Regions from separate parts of the Mus musculus genome. Here region 1 is linked to region 2. A link is a contact called in public Hi-C data. All regions are on one chromosome and are shown on one strand. The core of a region is the stretch at or near the end of the contact, and the rest is flanking DNA. Distances in the headings are between cores, read along the strand shown. Region 1 overlaps Fam222b (family with sequence similarity 222, member B). Region 2 holds the start of Dhrs13os (dehydrogenase/reductase (SDR family) member 13, opposite strand).

Region 1 (5,627 bases), core at 2,906-5,405, 94 kb before region 2:
CGCATAACACATGACTTCCACTCTGGAACCGATCCTCTACAGTGCTTTGCTAGCCAGGTAGGGCAGTACACACTACAACCCCAGCATTCCTAAAGTGCAGGCATGAGAACTGATACAAGTTCGAATCCAGCCTGGTCTACAGGATACTGAGACCCTGTTTCCATAAAACACAGCCTTGCTAAATGCAGAGAATTAATGACTGATTATGCATTAATGACTGATCCTGAAGTCTTCCCTTTCAAATCTGCTGTGAAGAGTTGGTGAGATAGCTTAGTGGACAGGAGTTCAAGGCTTGAGTCCATTATGGTAGAAAAAGGGAACAAACTTCTGTAACATGTCCTCAAACACTCTGTGTGCCAAGACACACACAGACATAAAAATAATTATGATAAAATGATAAATCTGTTCTTTTTTTATTTTTATTTTTATATTATTTTTTTCGAGACAGGGTTTCTCTGTGTAGCCTTGGTTGTCCTCGAACTCAGAGATCTGCCTGCCTCTGCCTCCCAAATGCTGGGATTAAAGGCGTGCACCGCCACGCCCGGCTAGCATGGTGTTTCAAACCTCTAACCTCAGCACTTGGGAGGTGACTACAGGAGGATCAGAAGTGCAAGGTCATTCTCAGCTACATCCCGAGTGGCAGGCCAGCCTTGGCTACACAAGACTGTCAATAGATAGATAACATTCTGGTGGGGCTACGGAAGCATGTCCTTAACATCTTTATTGAGGGGCTGCAGAGATGGCTCAGTGGTTAAGAGTGCTGAGTTCAAGTCCCATCAACCACATCTTTATTGATTTAAAAATACTCAATCAAAAAGCTTTCCTTTGCACTTAGGATAGAACTTAAAATACAACCAGAGACCAACCTGTTCTTGCAAATTACTATTGTCTGACAATTAGCACACAGTGCAGAGAGTGACATTTGGTTTTATCTTGGTCTAGTCTCCTATGATAAGCAGGAGTAAACTCAAAGGTATGATCTCAGGATATAAAAAAACATTAAGGCTGTTCCTAATAGATTCTTCTAAAATATGATCCTATACAGCTCTTCAAAAGAAGGACAATATGTTTTAATTGTGAGACAGACTTCTATAACATTCTGACCTCTTGTCTAAAAGAGGTCTGGAAAAAGCAGTTACTGCAGGCAGGGAGTGAACTGTGCCATGGTGGTCATTAAAATCCATCAAGTTCATACTTCAGCCTTGGGATAACTGCAGTCGAAACTGACTCGAGAGTAATTATCACTGCTATCTGCAATAAAAGCTAATTGGACATAATTGAACTAACGCCCTAATCGGAGGGAAGCTGCAATTGGCAAAAAGCCCATTTCTCCTGCTCCTTCTATCTGATAGCAAATGAAACTACTAATGATAATTTGTGGACAAACACGAAATTGCTCTCACGGTTCCCCCACTGCAATCACTCAGGAATTCCAGCTAATGCCCAGCATGTTGAGCCAGGAGGAAAATCAGTAACCAGTGGTTCTGCTACAGATCTAACAACAGCGTCATTAAAGCCGAGGACTGCTAAGAACTGTCAACATCTCCTCTGGACAACCTAAGCAAGAGCTCCGTGCTCTACCTCCACACTCTAAAGCTCTGGACTGTGCGAACTGTACGGCACCAGCATGAAATTATGCCAGGGATCTGGAGAGATGGTTCAGCAGTTAAAAGTCCTTATTGCTCTTGCAGAGGACCTGGGTTCAATTCCCAGCAGCTCACAGCCACCTCTCCAGTTCCAAGGGACTAATGTCCTCTTCTTGTCAACTTGGGCTCCTGCGTGCACATACACTTCTGCAAGCTCACACACACAATAAATAAATTTAAAAGGGAATCCAACATGAACTCATTACTATTTGTACTACATTTTAGTTATTTATTTGTGAGTGTACACGTGTCACAGTATGCATACAGCAGGTCAGGGGACAACTTGGGTTTTTTTCCTTCTACCACAGAGGTACCCAGAATCAAACACAGGACACCAAGCATAGTGGCAAGCGCCTTTACCCACTAGATAGGAAAAACAGCATTCGTTATCTGGTTTGTTAACAAAATTAAATCAGGTATGAAGCGATTCTGGATGGCAGATTCCCGTGGCCTGACTCACTTACCTCTATGCTACTGTGCCCTGTGCTCTTCGCTCAGCAGTTATGTCAGACTTCCTTCTTGTCTTAATAAATTTACTTTATGTCTATGGGTATTTTACCTTTATTTATGTCTGTGCACCACATGAGTGGCTGGTGTCTTTGGAAGTCAGAAGAGGGCATTGGAGCCCCTGGAACTGGAGTTACTGATGGCCGTGAGCCATGTGAATGGTGGGAACTGAACTCGGGACCAATGGAATAGCAGACAGTACTTCTAACTGCCCAATGCTGAAGCATCTCTCTCCAGTCCCTTATAAATAAACAGGTTTCTGTTTGTTTTTGGTGTTGCTAGGATTTGAACCCAGAGTTTCCTACTTGTTAGACAAATACTCTGCATCCTTTGTTTTGTTTTTTTGAGACACGGTTTCTCTGTGTAACCCTGGCTGTCCTGGAACTTGCTCTGTAGAGCAGGCTGGCCTTGAATCAGTGATCTGCCTGCCTTTGCCTCCTGAGTGTTAAGATTAAAGGCATGATTCCCTCTTTCTTTTTAGAATAGTTTTACAAATATCCCTGCTGGCATCAAATGTACTGTCTACAGTCCATGCTGGCCTTGGACCTGCAGTGATCCCACTGTCTCTCCACTTCTGCACGTGGGATAGCAGGTATGACACATCACCACTGGCTGACCCACGCAGGGACAGACCCGTTTTAAAAAGTCAAACTTTTTTGTTTAAGACAGGGTCTCTCTGTTGCTCTGGCTGTCCTAGAATTTGCTCTGTAGACCAGGCTGGCCGTGGCCTCTAACTCAAGAGATCCACCTACCTTTGCCTCCTGAGCACTGGGGTTAAAGGCGTGTGTCACCACAACTGGCCCTTAATGCTACCTCTCCTTTTTTTTTTTTTTCCTAACTTTTCATATATTGCTGACAAAACACATTTTGGTTACAAAGAGAAAAATGTGTGTGTATATACACATGCACACCAGAGCCAGAAAATAACTCAGGAAATAGTTTTTCCTTCCCACCATGTGGGCCCCAGCACAGAACCAAAATCATCAGACTTGGCCGCAGTGCCCTTTACTCACTGAGCCCTCCCTCCCTGCACATCCTCCACCTGGCCGTGTTTTATTGCTGTTCACTGAGAATGGATCTTGTTTCGAGGTCTAGGCTGGCCTCAAAGTCAAGGCAACCTGCTAGGTTTATCTTTTGAGTAGTGGGATTACAGACTTGTTCCAACGTGCTCAGCATTACTTTTTCCCTTGGTAAACTCTGCATTTGAGGCCACCCTGGTCTACAGAGAAAATGCCAGGACAACCAGGGCTACACAGAGAAACCCTGTCATAAGAAAAGAAAATAGGGGGCTGGAGAGACGGCTCAGTGGGTAAGAGCACTGACTGCTCTTCCGAAGGTCCTGAGTTCAAATTTCAGCAACCACATGGTGGCTCACAACCATCCGTAATGAGATCTGATGCCCTCTTCTGGAGTGTCTGAAGACAGCTACAGTGTACTTCCATATAATAAATAAATCTTTAAAAAAAAGAAAGAAAAGAAAAGAAAAGAATATAAATGGGGGTTGGGGGGGACTGATACCCAGAGGGGGTCTCACCTTCTCAAAAGAGAATGAGGGGGTCCTAGGAAGAGAGGAAGGGCTGATTTTGGGCTATAAAGGGAATAAGTAAATCTAATTTTAAAAGGCATTTTAAAGTCAAAAAATAATAATGAAAAATCTTAGTGCTAAGTGTCAAATACCTCCCATGAGTTACTGTGCAAGGAGGCCTGAGACCCAGGCTACTGTTGCTCTTTAGTGCATCAGCACTAGGTAGCAAGACTGTGGTGCTGCCACAACACATTTTGGTTACAACACAGGAAAAACAAGCTGCAACTGACTTGGAAACTTCCTCCTTGCTGGCTACGGTTTCCACAGCACAGGTAGGTGCTTTGCATGATATGACCCCAAGGGATCGATGGTGACCATATCTTCTACAGCACCAACCAGTCAAGCAAGATCTGCACACTGTACATGAAGGTTATGGAGCCAATGCTCTCAGACCGGATCTGGGGCTTGCCCCACAGGAAGGAGAAAGACATTTGCAACCCTGTTCCCAAGCTCATGCCTGGGGAAGTTGTAACCCACTAATAACGTCTTGCTAAACAGACATGTCAAACTGCCTTCTAAATTCCTCATGTTTACATACATATGCCTCCAACCTCAGTCAGGAAAGGATCCTTTGCAGTGGGCAGCAGGTAAGGAGGAACTCATAAAGAGTCAAAATGCTTAGAATAAGTGTGTATTGGGTCTCAGGCCCAAACAGCACATCTGTATCAAGCCTGCCACCCCACCCCCACGCCCCCAAGGCTTAAGGATCATCACAGAAGAGGGTGTAATATAGATGTGAGAGGCAGGGGTGGGAGGTGTTGGTGTGAATACACGCCATGTTCCCTGTACTCATGAACTCACTGCAGGTCGCTGCTGACCTGCCCACGATCAAGCCAACAAGACCAGAAAGCATCCCAACAGGCAGCACTGACTAGACTCAGGGGCCTTTAAAGAAGAAAAAAACATGAAGTGAGAAGGGGGACCTGTTGGGGGATATCTGGGGTGGACATGGTTAAAATACGTTGTTCACATGTAAAAATTGTTACCGAATAAAAGATATTTTCATGAACAAAAAGAACTTCATTTGTTACTGTTATAAAAATAGGATTTTAAATTTTTTTTTTAACTTTTTGGAGGCTTTTTCGAGACAGGGTGTCCTGGAACCCAGAGATCTGCATGCTTCTGCCCCACCCCCACCCCCCATGTGCTACTATGGCTGGCCAATTTTTTAAGTACTTGACCTTTGTTTAACAATAAAATAAAAAATATTCCCAAGTTAAAATTAGAAACCGATTCCCAAAATACATATAAAATTTGGTTGTTCTTTCTCCTCGTCCATTAACTACGTAATCAACAGTGAGCTCGCAGAGGAAGTCAGACACGCCTCTTGTGCTATATAAGGCTTCTAAAATTTATTACCAGTACAGCTTCTGAAAAGGGAGCTTGAACAAGTTTTGTTTTGTTTTTGAGATGCTAGGACACTGCCCACAGGAAAGACAGAATGAAACTGAGACCCACTGGGACAGATCTTATCCTGGTACCACGGGAAAATGGAATACAAACAGCCAGATGGTTAATCAGCAATGTCTTTAGAGAATACTGTTCAACAGAGGAGAGGGGGAGTTGCTGAGTTTAAATGAAGCCATGCTGTGCCTGGCAGCTCTTGTCTATAACACTAACACTTGGGAAGCTGAAGCAGGAGGATCCTAAGTTTCAGACCAGCCTAGGTCTCAGGGCAAGACTCTGTCTCAACCCCACAAGATGAAATTGATTCTTCAAAAAGAAACTAAAAGCTAAGAGGTTAGGGGGCAGGGGGAGCTGATCTTTTTGTTTTGTTTTGTTTTGTTTTGGTTTGGTTTTTGAAAACAGGGTTTCTCTGTGTAGCCCTGGCTGTCCTGGAACTCACTCTGTAGACCACGCTGGCCTCAAACTCAGAAATCCATGATCTT
Region 2 (6,158 bases), core at 1,887-4,386:
AGCACATAAATCATGCCTACTGTATAGTAGGTTCCATAAAGAAAGGGATCCTTGACTGGATGGCACCGTACTTATCATCACCACCGCCCTGACTTGTCTTTTCAGTGGTGTTGGGGACCAAACCCAATCTTAGCTTGGTGTGGTGGCTTATATGGGAAATCTAAATATGAGGCAAGAAGTTTGGGGTGAATTTGAGGCTTGACTGAGCTACCCAGAATTCCAGAAAACTGTCTCAACCACCCCCCTCCCCCATCAAAACTAAAACAAAAAACAGAACAAAATAAAATGCCAACAAACAGCTAGAACAACCAGATGGCTCAGTGGTTAAGAGTACTCGCTGCTCTTGTAGAGGACCTGGGTTTTTGGTTTTAAAGATTTTATTTATTTTTTTATTCATATGAGTGCACTGTAGCTATTTTCAAACACACCAGAAGAGGGCATCAGACCCCATTACAGATGGTTGTGAGCCACCATGTGGCTACTGGGAACTGAACTCAGGACCTCTGGAAGAGCAGTCAGTGCTCTTAACCGCTGAGCCATCTCTCCAGCCCCTAGGTTGGTTCTTAGCACCCACATGGAAGGAAGGTCACAACCATCCGTAACACCAGTGCTAGGAGAATCTTACGTCTGTGGGCACTGCCACCACTACAGTATATAGCCATGCAGAGAAAACTAACACATACACATACACACACACACACACACACACACACACACTAAACTAAGCCAGGAATGATGTTCCATACCTTTGATCCCAGCACTCTGGAGACAGAAGCAGGCAGGTCTTTGGATGTTTGAGGCCAGCCTTGCCTACAAAGCAAACTCCAGGCCAGCTTAGTCTACACAGTGAGATCCTGTCTCAAAACCAAATCAACCAAACAACCAACCAACCAAACATCCTAAACCAAAGAGCAGAAGCTCAGGGTTTGGCCTATACTAGGACATGTGTTCTACCTATCAGCTGCAGCCGCAGCCCTCTATATTATCATCAGGATCTTGTTTTATCCCCAAGCCAGTGGTCAGCATCCAAGCGTGAAGGTGAGCAAGGAAGAAAACAGATGAGAAGAAAGTCTGCTCCCAAGATCAGCAAGGAACAGGTTTCCCTTTGACCATGTTTCCATTCTGTGACTCAATAGGAGACTGGGGGTATGGAGGCACATAGTAACATACAAAGATGCTAGAGAAGTAAGGAAGAGCCGTCAGTCAGGCCTCACCTGGGTGGGCCGCATAGCAGGTAACACCAGTGCCCTCAAGCTGGGTGGCAAGCTCCCGGGCAAACAGCACGTTGGCTAGTTTGCTGTCAGCGTACGCCCGAAGCTCCTGCTGCCAGCCCACCACTGGGCAGTCCAGACGTGTGAAGTCGAGACGACCACGTCGGTGGGCAGCCGATGACACTATTACCACACGGCTGGGGGCACATGACCTCAGGCGGGGTAGCAACAAGTGCGTCAGCAGAAAAGGGCCAACATGGTTCACTCGCAACAGCAGGTTAAAGGTTTCCCGAGTCCGGCCACAGGAGCTGATCCCTAGAGCAGAAGCTAGGCATGAGGTGCTGTCATAGGTGTCCCACAGGTCTTAGAATCCCCACTTGTGAGATGTGTCTGCTGGAGGGTCTGCCTCTCCAGGCTCCCCGCCGCCCTCCCACAGGGCCTGCTACTCCTCACCTGCATTGTGGATGAGGACGTCCAGCCTTGGCTCAGAGCTTAAGAAGGCTGTGGCAAAGGCCTGCACGGAGGCCAGACTGGCCAAGTCCAAGGCCATGAAGATGACCTCATTGTTTCCACTTTCCTGTGGAGCAGCAAGGGCTAGGATTGTTACTGGGTATCTCCCTTCTCCTCCCTCTTTCCAGGCTTCTGAGAGTCTACCCACCTATGACTAAAACCTGCCTCTATGCATCAGCGTGTAATGGGTGTGTGGATTCAAATCTTGACTTTGCCCCTAACTAGAGTGTGACTTCAGACGTGATACTGAATATCTTTTGGGCCTCTGTTCTCTTACTGAAAAATGAGAGGATAGTAATAATATTAACAGCAATAATAATACTTTCTACTGGAAAAAAAAGCTGGGAGAGTTAAATCAGATAAAATACATGTATGTCTGGTGTGGTGGCACACATTGGTTATCCTAGCTACCCTTTTGTCACCAGTTCAAGGCCTGCCTGAGCTAGAGTTAATATATATTAAATACCCAGTCAGCAGCGTGCAGGTATTTGCCATTAACATCCCTTGTTTTTATTATCATTTACCATAAAAATCAATTACAGCCTTTCACCTGTTGTAGACAGCATCTTGCTACGTAGCTCAGACTGCCTTGGAACTCATGATCTCCCTTCCTCAGCCTCTTCAGGGCTGGAATTACAGGTGTGCACCAGCATGTCCTGCTGTAACAAACTTTTCCTAAGAGACTGTGGTCTTCTCTTACACACCTTTTTAAAAAAAATTTATTTTATTTGTTTGCTTGTTTATTTTGAGACAGAGTCTTAGGATGTAGCCCAAGCTGGTCTTCAACTCACAGAAATCTACCTGTCTCTGCCTCTCAAGTGCTAGGATTAAAGGTATGTGACCCTCTCACTCCTGTCCTCTGCAGTCTAGACACCGCACAGTTCTAAGAAATTCATCTGAAAAAGCCATCAGGATGGTCCAGAGCCTACTGAAGTGTCTTCTCTGCTCAGCTGTCTTCAACTCGATGGTATTTGGAAGGGCCTTCAGAAGCTGGCTGTGGCTCAGAACCACTTCAGGACATTCCTTTTATTCCTTGCTTCATCTCCCGCCCCCTGTCTCTCCAATTAGACTCTCTAGTCTCAGGGCATTTGCACCTGCTGTTCTTTCTGCATCTCTTCATTATCCTAACCCTTCCTTCTTTGTCGCCTTTGCCAAGGCTGGCCTTGAGCTCGCAGCCCGGTGCTGGGACCACACCTGACTTCATTAACTCTGATTCTTAAAGCTCTCAAGATTAAAGACCACAGCAGTCCCTGCATCTTCCTCTCTGTTTAAGGGATAGTGAGGCTCTCTCCTCTCAGATCTTGATTCCTCCGTCGCTCTGCTCCGCCCTCCGCGTCCCGGGCTCACCCGCCTCCCGCATTCCCCTATGGTCTCACCTGACGGAGGTCGAAAGCGGCCGCTTCCCCGCGCTCCCGGCTGCGGCAGGCCAGCACCACGCGCGCTCCCCGGCGCGCCAGCTCCAGCGCTGTCATCTTTCCGATGCCGCTATTGGCGCCTGCGGGCGGCGGGTGGGAGCCAGCTCAGCCGGTCGGGCCGCGGCCACCCGCCCGGCCTCCCCGCCGCCCGCTCGCGCGCACTCACCAGTGACCACGACCGTGCGGCCCCGAAGGCTGCCGATGCCGCCGCACGACGGGGCCTTCACCAGGTTGTAGTAGACAAGCACGTAGGCGCCCAGCAGCAGCCCGGCGCCCAGCAGCAGCATCTCCATGCCGGCAGTGCTCCCGATTCCCGCCCGGGCCTCGTCGCTCCCGCCTCGGCCTCGCGAGGGCGGCGGCAGGCTGGGCAGGGGTGTGCGCGCACGCGTGGCCCCTGCGAGCGCCCCCTAGGCGTGCGCCTGCGTGCCCTGGCGGCGTGCCTAGGAGAAACACCTTGGAGTCCTGGGAGCGCCCTCTAGGCTTGCGAACTCCCGGGAACGCGTGCTCGGTAAGTACCCGGAAACATCTGCCTGAGGGACGGGTGGGTGTGTGCATGCCTAGGGCCCTGAGATCTCCGCTCAGGCTTTGGGCGTGCTTCTGGATTCTGGGCGGGCGCCGGCGGTGAGAGCACTGCGTAGGTGTCTGTGCCCATCGCGGGAGTCCTCCAGGCTGTGCATGCATCTGTAGTCTCCACCAACGCGTGTGACTGAATGAACATCTCTGTTTACTCTAGGTGTGAGTATGTAGCAGTCTCTCAGTCTGGAGTCCTGTGTACATGAATGGGCTCGTGTGTCTGGAGTCGAGTCCTGGATGCCTTTTCCTCAATGAAGCGACTCTTTTCTCATTCTTTCATTATCCAGCCCTCCGCTGCTCTTCTAGGACATTTCCCGTTACAGGCCAGAGGCATGAGGCTTCTTATGCTGGCACTGACAGGGTTGTCAGGATTCAACCATGTGATTTCCTAACTTTGTGACCCCACCCCTTTCCCTGTCGATTTTGGAGGTGGTTTCCCTAGGCCCATGGTGGCCTTAAATTTGAGATCCTCCTTCCTCAAACTCCGAAACAGTGGGTATTACATGGTTGTTACTCCATGACCTCTGCTTTCGAAAAGGCGGTAATTTGTTTCTAGAACGGTTCACAGGTAGCAAGACTAGGTAGGTAGACACTCCATTACTCTGGAAACAGTGACTGAGGGTAAGCTGGGCAGGGACAGCTAGGGATGTGGGCATTCCAAGCAGGACCTTGCCTAGGACAGTGAAGGACAGGTAGTTCCTTTCTGCCTTTGGAGGTTTAAGAAGTCCTTCCTGAAGTGGAAGCAGAGTGGCAGGGACAAGAATACAACTATATGTGGGAGTCAGGGTCAGATTTCTGAGACCAGGGAATTCCCTATTTAATACTGCACTGTGTTCTTGGAGCACAACTATAGACGCTGTGGATGTAAAGCTCGTCTTCTAGCCCTATCAACAGACTTGAATATATGAATAGGTACTAGTTAGAATAGTGCCAGAACACAGATTTTTCTAGGGGACTGTTCTCAGGAAGAACTTCCTGAATAAGCCATCTCCAGGAAGCTAGCAGGATGCCCAGGAAATTAGAATTAGGGTAACACAGCAGGGTATTTCCTGATGAGAACAGCAGAAGTTATTCAAGTTACACCAAGAGCCGCACAGGCTAGAGCAGCAGTCTTTAACCTGGGTCACCTCCTTACCAAGAGTCGAAGGACCCCTTCACAGGAGTTGCATCTCAGATATCCTGTGTCAGACATTTATAATTTGCAACAGTAGCAAAATTAAAGTTATGATGTAGCACTGAAATACTTTTAGGGTAGGTGGTCACCACACGACAGACTGTATAAAAGGGTCACAGCATCAGGACTGTTGAGAACCATTGGTCTAGAGAGATGTTACTGTATTAGGGCTCCCTAGGGAAACAGCAGCCCTCCAAAGGCAAGCACTCCTTTCCAGTTCCCTCTCAGAGCTTAGGCTCCCTTCACTAACATCTGCCTTCTCCACCAAGCTTCCCTGGAGACTACCTGAGACTGACACTTGTACAAAGGGTGTGAAAAGTGAGATCCAGGACACTTCCCCTTCTAAGCATGACAGGGAGGACAGACAGGCAGAAAACATAATTTGAAGTATTTTTGGTTTTTATATACAGAATACAGGAAAGTTTCTGTCAAGTCTAAAACATTACAATTACTATGTACATTGGTTGTGGGGAAGAGGAAGTATCTGGGGTGAGGAGGAAGAGAAGTGGTAAGAACAAAAAAGGACACAGAACAGGTTTACGACAAAAACGCCTTTGCTACAATAGACAATTTGAGAAACACTCTACCACATGTACTGTACACAGCTTTTAAAAACATTGAAAAAATGCCATCACTAGATGTATTTACACAAAATCCAAATACACTTTTCCTTATTTGAAATAAAATAGATGGACAGCCAGAAAAAAGGATTCATTTCTCATTTGTCCATATACACAGTAGCTACCTGTAGTGCAACTGCTGCAGAGAGGGGAAGTCCTTGTAGGGTGGGAACCATGGAAAGGAGTGGGTAGCGATCTTTATATTAAATAAAACAATGATATTGTATAGATTTTGCTGTATGAAAACTGTATTTTTTTCTTTTAATATAAAACTATTGTCACTGCCACAAAATAGAACAAGTTTCTGATTATTTTACAACAGTGGGCAGGCGGTCGAGGGGGAGGAGCAGGAGGCGGGGGAAGGGATTGTGCTGGAGGAAGTGTCCAGACCAGGGCCTCCTGTCCCTGCCCTCGCTGCTCCTCAGCGCGGATCTGCCGCTTTCCCATGAAATGTTGAGTACAAATATATGTGCAAATGCCCCCTAGAACTTGAGAAAAGAAAAAAAGTCTTAAAAAACAGTCAAAAGGTTTTCTTCATTTCATGCAAAGATTGTAGTTGAGGGTTTCTGGTATAGAAAACACCCAGGCTTGGTTCGTGTACATTTTTGCATTGCAGGAGTCTTGGGTGGGCGTCCAGGCCAATGGCCTAGGGAAC

What was found. A called contact is a pair of places that touch in the nucleus more often than the background predicts.
Region 1: a Hi-C map of bone marrow-derived macrophages shows a contact between it and region 2, with 45 read pairs. The contact joins the enhancer-like site here to the promoter of Dhrs13os in region 2. A contact is called at or near these places in 12 of 39 promoter capture datasets (Sertoli cells, cranial neural crest, embryonic stem cells and 6 more), 1 of 15 datasets of contacts at CTCF or cohesin (CD8 T cells), 3 of 484 Hi-C or Micro-C datasets (bone marrow-derived macrophages, embryonic stem cells and myeloid progenitors), 14 of 115 datasets of contacts at active chromatin or transcription factors (the 230-238 cell line, CD8 T cells, the HPC-7 cell line and 10 more) and 4 of 9 other capture datasets (adipose tissue, embryonic stem cells, liver and 1 more).

What each region holds. Positions count from the first base shown.
Region 1 is chr11:78,125,364-78,130,990 of GRCm38.p6, reverse strand. All of the region lies in intron 1 of Fam222b (family with sequence similarity 222, member B), which reads right to left. Among named protein-coding and RNA genes, the nearest start is that of Fam222b, 33 kb to the right of the region's middle. Within about 2 kb of position 4,155, at least 57 of the 459 cell types and tissues checked have an H3K27ac peak or open chromatin away from gene starts, as enhancers often do. A contact at or near this core is called in the 230-238 cell line, adipose tissue, bone marrow-derived macrophages and 2 more, where this site is marked.
Region 2 is chr11:78,029,643-78,035,800 of GRCm38.p6, reverse strand. Dhrs13os (dehydrogenase/reductase (SDR family) member 13, opposite strand) reads left to right here and starts at 3,136. Exons shown (of 2, transcript NR_152257.1): 1 at 3,136-3,644; 2 at 3,870-5,795. It overlaps Dhrs13 (dehydrogenase/reductase (SDR family) member 13), which reads right to left and starts at 3,488. Exons shown (of 5, transcript NM_183286.2): 1 at 3,303-3,488; 2 at 3,098-3,216; 3 at 1,665-1,788; 4 at 1,215-1,526. The coding sequence starts at 3,429. Phf12 (PHD finger protein 12) reads right to left here. Exons shown (of 15, transcript NM_174852.3): 15 at 5,265-6,158. The coding sequence ends at 6,150.